Regions from separate parts of the Sus scrofa genome. Here all the other regions are linked to region 2. The links are chromatin contacts, called in public Hi-C maps. All regions are on one chromosome and are shown on one strand. The core of a region is the stretch at or near the end of the contact, and the rest is flanking DNA. Distances in the headings are between cores, read along the strand shown.

What was found. Hi-C and Micro-C count contacts between places; a contact is called where the count stands out from the background.
Region 1: a Hi-C map of skeletal muscle shows a contact between it and region 2, with 6 times the contacts expected there. The contact joins two enhancer-like sites. A contact is called at or near these places in 1 of 47 Hi-C or Micro-C datasets (skeletal muscle) and 1 of 2 datasets of contacts at active chromatin or transcription factors (skeletal muscle).
Region 3: a contact with region 2 is called in a Hi-C map of skeletal muscle, with 4 times the contacts expected there. The contact joins two enhancer-like sites. A contact is called at or near these places in 1 of 47 Hi-C or Micro-C datasets (skeletal muscle) and 1 of 2 datasets of contacts at active chromatin or transcription factors (skeletal muscle).

The regions. Positions count from the first base shown.
Region 1 is chr14:79,050,910-79,054,812 of Sscrofa11.1, reverse strand. LRMDA (a long non-coding RNA gene) reads right to left here. Exons shown (of 6, transcript XR_002338559.1): 6 at 3,273-3,439. Among named protein-coding and RNA genes, the nearest start is that of KCNMA1, 1.1 Mb to the left of the region's middle. Within about 2 kb of position 1,587, at least 7 of the 83 cell types and tissues checked have an H3K27ac peak or open chromatin away from gene starts, as enhancers often do. A contact at or near this core is called in skeletal muscle, where this site is marked.
Region 2 is chr14:78,603,401-78,607,097 of Sscrofa11.1, reverse strand. All of the region lies in intron 5 of LRMDA (a long non-coding RNA gene), which reads right to left. Among named protein-coding and RNA genes, the nearest start is that of LRMDA, 650 kb to the right of the region's middle. Within about 2 kb of position 2,402, at least 4 of the 83 cell types and tissues checked have an H3K27ac peak or open chromatin away from gene starts, as enhancers often do. A contact at or near this core is called in skeletal muscle, where this site is marked.
Region 3 is chr14:79,069,346-79,072,942 of Sscrofa11.1, reverse strand. No RefSeq gene overlaps it. Among named protein-coding and RNA genes, the nearest start is that of KCNMA1, 1.0 Mb to the left of the region's middle. Within about 2 kb of position 1,467, at least 5 of the 83 cell types and tissues checked have an H3K27ac peak or open chromatin away from gene starts, as enhancers often do. A contact at or near this core is called in skeletal muscle, where this site is marked.

The sequences.
Region 1 (3,903 bases), core at 338-2,837, 450 kb before region 2:
TTTGTGCTCCTCTGGTCTCATTTTCCTTTTTAGGTCTTAGTCATGGTAGTTTACAACATGGTATTTAGACAAGTGAGAGGGACTCAAATCAAGTCATGCTAACAGCCTTCTCTGGTGAAGGCTTCTTCTTGGAAAGAGAATTGGGAAAAGCAGATGGTAAATGTCACATTGGATCAGCTGTGCTGTGTGGACAACACAGAAGGGTCTCAGTGGGCCCTGTGTTGTCCACCCTGGGCATGAGGCAGTGACACACATCTGACTAAGGCTGCTCCTGTGAGGAACAACCACCAAAACACTGTTATTGTTTGATGAAAAGAGCCCTGCGGATTGTTTTTGATCTGCATATTAACAAAGATGAGAGAGACAGCCAGGTTATTTCTTAGAAGCAGCAAGAAAGACATATTACCTTGAAAATGTGCAAGCTACATCTCTGCTGGAAAATACACAGAGACAAAACAAAACCCCCCAAAACAAGCAAAATATCCTTTCATCCAGAATCCGTGGCTTGCTTTTCTTTTATTCCTCAGTCTATGAGAATATGCGAAAATGCACAACATTCAGACGTGCAGCCTGATCAAGTGATCATCTCTTATAATGTTCCTCTATTTAAGGCAACAAGCAGATGGAGGGTTTACGAGCAAGGCTGGTAAAAGTAAAAGCAAATGATTGTAATAGTTGTACTTTTAATAGGATTCCTCACAATCTAAAACATTATTCCCCAAGGAACAAATTGTTCTATAAAATTGCATTACTTAGGGAAGAGACAGTCTGCCCTGACTTTGCTGAGGCAACAGAAGACTCAAGGAAGCCTTCTGGCGCAGGGGGCTCTCAAGTCAGTTGGGTGTCCTGGGAGGGAGGACACTGGGATGTCCAGCACCATGATTCCCAAAGAAAAAACTCAGTGGCATATGGTGAAAAGTAGAAAAGACCAAGGGGTGAAAGGGAATGTGATATATGTCTGAGCTGGGCTTGAATTTATTGCCTTCTAATGTTCTTTGAAAAACACAGTTTGGGAAATTCCTAGGGATTTTGCATGCAACATCACTTCTCCCTCTGCCAATCCAGACCAAAGTCTAGCTTGGAGCTCAGCATATCGTGCTTAACAAAGAGTGGAACTGTAAACAACCCAACACTAATTCATTATCATTATCCCTCTTTAAGAGAAACACAACTCACTATAATTCTATCATGAAGATGAATACACTGTAGTGAGGGCCTTTACGTAAATTATAATTAAAGCTAATCTCAATTAAAGTTATTACACCATTTGGGGAGAAAATAAACAACCCAAAGGGAGGGGAAACAGTGTGGTCAATAACTCACTCCAAAAATATATTCTTTTTTTTCTGCCTCCAAAGCTTGCATTGAGGGAGGCATTCTTGCGCATGATACAAATGGTTCTGACATTAAGAAAAGTAAACAAGTAAGAAAAATAAAGATGGAAAAATTCTGTGGTCAGTTCACAAGTGCTTTTTTATTGTTGGAGGCAGGGTTAAAGCCTTTTATGAAGACAAGGATATATGGGCCGCTAGATTGGATGTGACACTGGACTAGTCTAGCTGCCCTTGCACAGAACTCAGGCTGCCTGTAAGATGCCAGGAACAAAACATGGGCTGGTGCTTCCAAACACAGAGCCAGGGTGGGACTGCATACAACTCAGTGAAAGCATCGTCCCAATGCTGTTTTGTAGACCAAATTAGAGGGAAGGTACTAGACTCTGGTTATTAATGGGTTTGAGAGATAAAGCCAAACATGCCATATTCTCTACTTATTAATGGTCTTAAGGATTTCCATCTCAATTTGTCTCAATAACTGATTACCAGAGGTTGTGTAATCTACAGGAGGGGCTCCTGCCAGCCCCAAAGCAAGTCATTCAAGGACTGTGTTGACTCAGCAGGCCTAAGGCCATATATATTGGAATGGAGAGAGCAGGTTCTTCTTGGGTGTCTCAGGGGTTCCAAGTCCTTAAAGATGTTTTTACCCTAGCAACTCTCTGGTCATTTGGTGTCTGTAACTGGGAAGGATCTTCTTTCACATTTTGCTGTCCTCAAACTAACCTGATACTGGGAAACCTGAGACAATGAACACCTAGTCTAAAGGAAAGCAAAAATAAATGGTAGTGTGTCAAGAGCAACTAGACTTTCCAACATCCTCTAATGGTGTACTGGAACATTAAATGGAATTACAGCCACCCAACCAGTATGATCACATTTATTTTCCTTGAAACATGAGGGCTAGAATACAGCCAAAGGTGCAAAAACACCACCTCACAAGCTGTGGATTTCATTTCTGAGAGGTCCTGAGAAATATAGCAAACTCAAAGGGTTCATGCTTTTTATGAAAGACCATTTGATCTGGGGGGTGTTTTCTACAGTCTTCACTTTCCTTTTTCACTTCCTAACCTATCACTTTATCTTTTATCACCTCACTACCTTTAAATACCACCCAAAGGATCAGGCCAGCTCCAAACACAAACATAGCCATAGACATAGCTGGAGGGTGTGTGGTTAAAAATACATAAATAACTCAGAGTCCTTGGTACAACCAGAACCTGGTGTTGGAAAGATGCCTGCCACTGCATAGTATTCAGGGCAAGAAGTGGATTTGGAAATGAACAAGACATGATAAAGTCCAGGGTTTTATAGTCAGGGATTTAGGAAAAGAAATTTACTCCAATACACGAACTATAAGAACATGAAGCTCACTGTCATCATATGACCTGGATAAGAACTGACCTCTTCTGTTCTCTGAAAAACAGCAACTGAAATGCATTGCCTGGGATCAAGATGCTAAAGGGTGATGGAGGTGGGGCAGAAGGGGGCTATGCAAAATACAAGAGGTTAAGGTTTAAGGGAAAAAAGGATGAGGAGCCTTCCTCTAAATTTGCTCTGACTATTTCACTAACGATAAACCCGCAGCATAATGGTATCAGAAGGATTTCTACTCAATAGGCAAGCTAAAGACACAGTCTCTCTCACTTGACTGCAGCCACTGAGCATGCTCAGGGAGGCCCCAGGTGTGACCTCTGCTCCCCTGTGAGCAGTGGAGGGGCCAGGCAATCTATCATGGTGTTCATCCTGTCAGCCCTGGTGCTTCGCCACTGCTGTCTGTCACCCTGGTGGATGAGACCTGCTTAAGGGCAATCATGTCAATCTCTATGTGACCACTCAGTCTAAGGCAGAAGGATGATCTTGACAGGCCTAGCGAAGTCAGCAGAAGTTACCAAAAGCTGAAGTCACAGCCTTCCCACAGAGATGCAATGTGGGCCATTGTCTTTTTATTTAGCTTTTTCTTTATTTTTGCTTTCCCTTTTTTTCTTTCACTCTTAGGTCACTGGCTAAGGCATATAGAACTTGCCTTCAGAGCTGGTCATCTCGGATAAATCTGTTGCCCTCCGAGTTTTTACCATAGTAAACATAGCGACACTTCCCCAGGACACCTGCAAATAAAAGGAAACACATCATTACAGGTGGCACAATTAGGATAGTAGGAAAACACAGGTGCTGAAAAGGGGAAACACACCACAACCACAGGTCCAATGGGTGGCAGCAAATGGACTAAAGCCCCAGAAGGGAAGGACCCTATTCTCTGTCCTCAGGGTTGACATTCAAACAAAATGTGACCAGAGCACAGGGTCCTAGGAATAATGTTTTTCCTGCATGATTTCTCCTCCACATTTCAGAGAATGTTCTAGTTCAGCCAATTACTTCTCAAAACAAAGCACAGTCCTCTCTTCTCTCCAAGTTCCCTTATTGGAGTTTCTAAAAATGGAAAATTAAGAGTTTAAAGATGGGCCCTGCCTAAACAAAAGATATAAAACAGCCTTCCCAGAATGTGACTAGTTTCAAAGGCTTTATCATGAATCAATTTTGTTAACTTCCAGAGAGAAGCTTCCAAATCACA
Region 2 (3,697 bases), core at 1,153-3,652:
CAATAGCCAGTAATTACGGTACACGTTCTCCGTGCCAGGAAACATCACTGCACCCATTACCTCTCACTGGTCCTACTATAGTCCTGTCTAAAGAATGGCAAGGAAAGGACCTTTTTCACTTCTGGTCTTGGCCTCTCACTGGATGACTTCTAGAGACTAGAAACTTAATACAGTTTTGGTGCCTACTGAATTAATCACAGGTACAGAAGAATCAACATTTCTGACTAATGAGGACAATGAAGAAGACTTCTGTCTAGAATGTCGAAGACTGAGAAAGGACTGCATCAGAATCAACAGAATCACAATGAGGATAAATAAAAACATTTGTTCATTTTATCCTGGAATATGGGAAGGAGGATGAGAATCTTGAAACTTGAGTGGGGAAGGAGATTTTAAGATGACAGGAGAATTATTTTATTGATTTTGTAAACTCACTGCCCCCTGAGTTGGTACAGGCAGAAAAGACTAATAGAGTCCCAAAAAGGATTGTGTAAACTCACTAAAAACAGACCCATAAGGAATTAATTGGCTGTTAACAAAATAAACACTTAGGAAATAAACTGGGTACCCACCAGACTTCCCTTCAGAGGGCCTGCATTCCCTCCTTCCTGGCTTCTTATTCAGACACTGTCAGGTCCTAATTCATATTCCATCCCTTTGGGGACTTTCTGCTGGCTGGAAACCAATTACATCCCACCTCCAAAGTCTGAAGATACCATCGCTCCCAAGAGCAGACTAATTTTAACAGAACACACTCAGACAGAAATGAATCCACCCTGAATCAGAGGAACAAAGCTTTGTTGTGCAGAGGAAGGTACTTCAAGGAAGGGAACCTCTCCTCCCTCTGGTCACCCAGTCACCTCCTATTGCAGAGAGAGAGAAAGAGGCTCTGGAAGGAGCAGAAGAGAATGTTCTCTCTGCTGCAGCCCTGTCACTTTTTTCTCTGAGATTACAGCAGTGATGGATCAGTCTCTTTTCCAGCAGGCTTTGATGCCACACTGGGCAGCTCTGATGGTTAAAGAGTTCTTTCCACACCTTCAAACACTGAGCAAATCAAAGTCTGTTTCCTTGAGCGCTGGTATGATGGTTACTGGTTGATGGTCTCTCTCCTTTTTGGGGTCTGAGCCCCTGTATCTTGGGCTCACTGGTCCTGTTTCTGACCTCTGGTGTGGAATGGAAGACCCTGATGGCCTCTTCCCCTTGAAGCCCCTTCAGAAACTGAACCCAGTGCTCCTGGAATCCCTCTAAGTTCTTTCATTTCCAGGCTGAAAGTCTCCAGCTCTTCCTACAGTAGTTTGATGATCTAGATTTGAGAGTCCCCACGCATTTCCCTAAAGGGATGCAATATGACTGATTTTTAGTGGTAGATAGAATTTTTACCTCCCTTGGGACAATCACCAGGATAGGGTGTGAGATGCAAATGCTTATCCTACACAGAAGTAATATAAAAAACATGAGGGCAATACAATCAGTGTTAGAGCCTCTAGGAACCCTGAAGATAACCCAGTCCTCATCTTACTCTGTGGAGGGTTTGAAGGCCACAGAGCAAGTAAGTGGAAAAAATCCAGTTACACATCCCACCCTTCACATTCCTAGGGTACAGCAAAGGGTTCTGCTCTACACTGCTTGCTTGGATGAAGATAACAGGAGTGAACCCATCAGGTACTAGCGATCACATGAGCATCCTTCTGTAATTCCTCCACCTGACGCTGGGGTGCACTGGCACATCACCCACCCCACCCCCCAGGCAGATCTGAATGCCCGCCAAGGCTGTGGATGATTTACGGGGCCTAGGAGATGATTTTCCAAGAAAACACTCCATATAATTGGCCTTTGGTATATCTTTTCCGTGGTGATTTATGTGTCTAGGACAAGCCAGAGAACATCTCTCCCCACCTCTGCAAAGCCTCCAGTCCCTGGCCTTCAGAGTTCAGCAAGTTTCTGGCCAGAGAATGTTCTTCCTCTCCGCCCACTCAGCCTTTTTTTCTGTGGTTTGCAATCTCATTTGCTAAATATACTAAGATGCCCTGTACACAGCAGTTTCAATGTGTGCCTGACTTCCTTTGGCTGGGAGCATCACTCATAAATCTCTGGGCTGGCAGCTGCCATCCATTTATATCCATGACCAACCAGACTAAAAGTTCAAGTTCTTCCATAGTGATGCCTTTCTCATTCAAGCCCCTCCATGAGAGAAGAGCCCCAAGGCCCTCACTTCACCACCTGAGGACATAGCAGAGTGGTAGGCACACGGAAGGCACTCACGGATACTCACAGAATGGAATAGAATGGTTAAAAATATTTAAGGAGTAACTTTAAACTTGGGCACTTACTTATGAGTGTTGAGTGACTATGGCAGGCTGAAGCTAAATGACCCTGATGCAAACCCAGATGATGAGTAAGATGAAGCACATCCTGAGTGGAGGAAGCCAGGGTTTGTTGAACAAACAAGCAGTAAGAAGTTTCCCAGCCTTGCAAAGAGCTTTCAGACTTTTACTGCTTTCTACCAGCCCCCCTAACATAGTGTCTGCCAAGCAACCCCTGGAGGATTTTCTGAAAGGTGAGGATCTCTAGAAAAGGAAAGGTAGAAAGTATGGGTTGGCAAGGGCAGGATGCTTTTACAAAGGTTTGGAAGGACCTTTGTGGGTTAAACTTACCCCGCTGAACAGCCCCACCAGCAGTGAAGTGTTCTGAACTCAGGCAGGCCTTGGCCTCCCTGAGATAATTAGGTGGGGGTGGGGGCTAGAAGAAAACTGGAATAAGCACTTACTGGTTCCAGGAGGGAAGTTCAGCTTAATACAGGTCAAGGGCAGTCTTTGAAAAGACTAAAAAGTGGGGGGTGGGAAGGATGGAGAAGGAGGAGGTGTAAGGGGTCGACAGAATCAGTTATTGCCCCCCCCAACACCCAGGTATGAAGAGCAGCTGGGGGCAGATGTTTGTGTTTCCTCAAACATTGCTTCATCTGAAGACAAGCTCTTTTGTGGTGAAATCCTAGCAGAATAGGGGAGAGAGCCAGGATCCTAAGAAAGATGGCAGATGTTTAGGTTATATACAAATGTACACCAGGAGCTGAGTCTCACCTGCAGATCAGAGGGACTCTCCCTGCAGGACTGTCCCACCTTGGCCATCCCCAGAAAGCACATCAATAAAATGGTGGTAATGGGACCAGGATGGAGAGCTGGTCTCCAAGGAGACAGGGTAGGGGTGGAGCAAAGAGAAAGGAAATTGTCACAACCTCTGTGGGGTGGGAGTCACAGGGCAATAAAGTGGACCCTGCCTGCATCCATCCACCCCCATCCCAATAAGACTAGTCTTCAGGAGAGCAAGCATGGGGCGAGCAGACTTGTTCTTGGCTAGCAAAAGAGGCTCTCTCCTCCCAGCTGCTCCAGGGGACTGTGGAAAATACAGTGCAAGATTGCATTACCAATTTCTGTTGGCCTAACACAATGAAAACCCATATCTAATTTGCTGTCCACTATCCCCCAGGTCCCCTTCAGCATTTACTGCTTTCCAAATATCTTCTTCCCATTGAATATCTGTGTTTCAGATTATTTGTCCCCAGATGTATTAGGATGCATTTACTGCAGCTGAATCTCATTTAGTGATTTCCTGTCCATATGCCTGACAGCTCCAGGTCCCTTTATGTCACGTCTCTGTCATTGGTGGAGCTTGTAATACCTCTACATTTAGGGCAATATAC
Region 3 (3,597 bases), core at 218-2,717, 470 kb before region 2:
TATACAGAAGGACCTGCACTTTTATGTTAACAAGTTCAGGGTTTTCCAGTATCTCTTTGACTATAAATGTCAGTGGGAACTTTGAACATGGAGGGAGATAAGAGTCCTGTTCAATTCCACTCTGGTAGAACCACTCCTAGAATTTTTGAGGTCAGATTGGATGCAACACTTTGAGAAGGACACATGAAAAAAAAAAGCTGAGTAGGCTAAGAGGCAAAGGAGGACAGTGAAGGGAAGGGACCCTGGGCATGGGAAGTGGCATCTTCAAATATCCGAGTGGTGGTCATCACGTACAAGAGGAAGCAAGCTACACAGCCGTAAGACAGGACCAAATGGTAAATACAAGGAAGAGTTTTCTAATAATTAGATCTATTAGAAATAGAATATTCTCCAGAGAGTGACTTTTTTTTTTAGTTATCAAAGTATAAACAAAATTCATGCATGAGGTAAGAGTCAAATGGGGTGAGATGCTATAGAAGCATTCATGTCCAATGTGATGTGATTCTAGAAATTCCTAGAAATACAAAACTTATCCAGCACAGCCTTGACTTGTTATAACCATCTCCTTCTGAATGTGGATTCTATTCTCCTTTTTCCTGGCTGGTTCACTCACGGGGGCTAACCTGGGACGTTTCACTTGAGCTTTTGATAAATGTTTACTGAATAACTGAATAATAGATAGACACTCAAATCTTTTTTGATAACAGTGATGATGCATTCAATAAAATTTGTCTAGTGGACTAATAAACAAAGAAGGATGTTAAGTATTAGTGGAATTTTCCCCCTCATACTGTTTATTAAAACAGCAATTCTTCCTGAATTGGTAATATTTCTCTTTAACCTTATTTACATAAGAGTTGAACGCAATATGTTGAACAGCCTTGAGGCATCTCCCAGTGTGAAAAAGAGCAAGATAATTTATATTTTACAAAGGATGCTCACATCCATTATTTCTTTAAAATCCTCAAAATAACTTTATGGGGTTGACATTTTTCAAATAAGGGAACAAAACCCAGAGGTAGGAAGGGACTTGCTCAAGGGCACAAAGCTAGTAAGTAGCAGGCCCTGAACCAAGGACAAGATCCATTAGTTCCAAGATGCATGCTCTTTCCACTGTAGATCAAATGCCTCTGACAAAGGTCCTATATAAAAAGAAGAAAGGTTGTAGGATTCCATGTGGTTAAATTGGTCAGACTCACCTTCCCCTTATTTTCCCCATGTGACTATCTTCCAAGCTTCCTGCATTCCGTGAAGCCAACTGTTCACAGGATATGGCTCTGGTTTGCCTGAATGATGAGCTGATGATGATGCTATGTGAATATGACCACGACATAACTTGTCTTTATAAATATCCATTCCTTGCAGGCTTGCGAAACTACTCACTTGAAATCTGAGTCTGTTTGGCAGGGAGACAGGGTCAGGGCAGCTGGAAGTTGGCATAGTTACTCTAGGCTAGTCCATCACAAGCCACCTCACTTAAAGGAGGAATGGAAGCTGGTGTGGTGGTTTACCACCAGGACTACTGGCAGCTCCCACCTTGTGACCTGGGATTGCAAGGTGATCTGTGAAGAGAGGCTCTGAAATATCATCAGACATGCTGCGAGGGTATGCTTGCTGCTGCTTAAGTGCTTTGGAGAGGGACATCTATTAAATAAGTTCAGTATTTTCCTTTCCTCTTCAATCAGATCATCTCTCATGTCTTTCTTTTTCTCCCTTCTTGAGACAACATCCAAAAAATAACATGTTCTCATAATAATAAGATGATGTTTTGTCAGATTAATCCATTCAATAAGCATGAGCTCTTATGATGTGCCTGATGGTGGGCTAAGTTATGGAAATACGGAACTGAAAAATGTTGTTTATGTGATGAATGAGTTACAGTCTAGTGGGAAAGACAGTAGTTAGATAAACAAGTAAAATAAAAGGTTAAAAGTACTATTACTGAGGGTTTCCCTCTATGGCACAGTGGGTTAAGAATCCAGTTGCAGTGGCTTGGGTTGTTGCAGAGGTACAGTTCAATCCCTGGCCCAGCAGAGTGGGTTAAAGGATCTGGTGTTCTGCAGCTGCAGCTCAGATTCAGTCCCTGCCCTGGAAACTCCCATATGCCATGGATGTAACCATAACAAAATAAACAGGTACAATTATTGAGGTATCTGCAAGATTCTATAATTAACAGTCCTTAAAAATTATCAGAATAAGTGCAATACACATAATAATATATGGATAATAAAAAAATTCTCAAGCTTAATGAGAGTGGACTTATAAAGGATTCATCACATATAAGGTAATCATGAAACAAGATCATCATTTAGCTGTATCCTGAAGAATTTTATTTTTTTCACTAATTGTCTTAGTTTGAATAAAGTTTCCTAACAGAAGCAAAGAGTGATCATTTTTGGAAGAAAGCTTCCCTTTTAAAAGACCTTTATTATTGTTTAAACGATTTGGATTGTGTAACTATAGTTCACTATAGAACAATGTAATGCCATTTTTAAAATGTGTTTCATTTTTCTTGGAGTTTATAGTTGCCTTTATTTTCAAGTTTTTTGTCCCTACCTGCTTTTAGGCCTCTTAAACCCACTTTTCCTTGGATAATTCTCTTGAGTTAAATACATTGGTTCTTTGTAGCCCCCTCATAATATTTCCACGATAGATCATTACCCAGAACATGGTCACATGGCCAACTGAATGCAAAAATAAAAGTCAATTTATCATTAATTGACATATAACCTCAAGTAGTTTTCTCCATCATCTTAGATTAAGTGCAGCTGCATATAAGAGAATATTTAAAAATTAATGCAGCTTGAGTAAAATGAAATTTTATTTCTCTGTTACAAAGAGAAGTTTGGAGGTAAGCACTACAGAACTGGTATGGTGGGTTCATACTATCATCAGGAATATAATTTCCCATCTGTTTTCTTTTTTTTTTTTTCTTCATTATCCTCCAACTGTGGCTTTCATTCTCAAGGAAGCCAAAATGAATGTTAGCTTCAGTGACCATGCCTACAAATTAGGAGGAAGAGTAAGAGGGGAATGATCCCTCTTCTTAAGCAGTTTTCTCCATGAAGACCTCAACAACAGAGCCACTACTAATCACTGGCCAGAAATTGATCAGACAGCTGTCCATAGCAGCAAAGGAGGCAGATGAAGGAACTCTTTTTTTTTTTTTTTTTTTTTTTTTTAGCTTAATTGGATTATGTCTAAGAACTGTTTTCTGTTGCTGAGCTAGAAAAAAATAAAAAGACTAGATCATGGTAAGCAACAGAGTTCTATATCTTTCATGTCTGAAAATCTCTTTACTTTGATCTCACCTTTGTTTAATATTTTGGCAGAGTATAGAATTCCAAGTTTAAAATCATTTTCACCACAACTTTAAAAGCTTTTTTCTACCAAAATCTAGCATTCACTAGTATGACAACAGGATAATACTACAGAGGTGTTATATTTGTCTGATTTATTTATTTTTAGTACCTGAAAGCATTTAGTTCTTTATCCTTAATATTATGAGATTTCACAATGACTTTTCCATTTATTTTAATTTATCATATCCTTTAGCTCTTCAAAATTGTGTTCCGTTAATTATTTGAATTTTTTTAT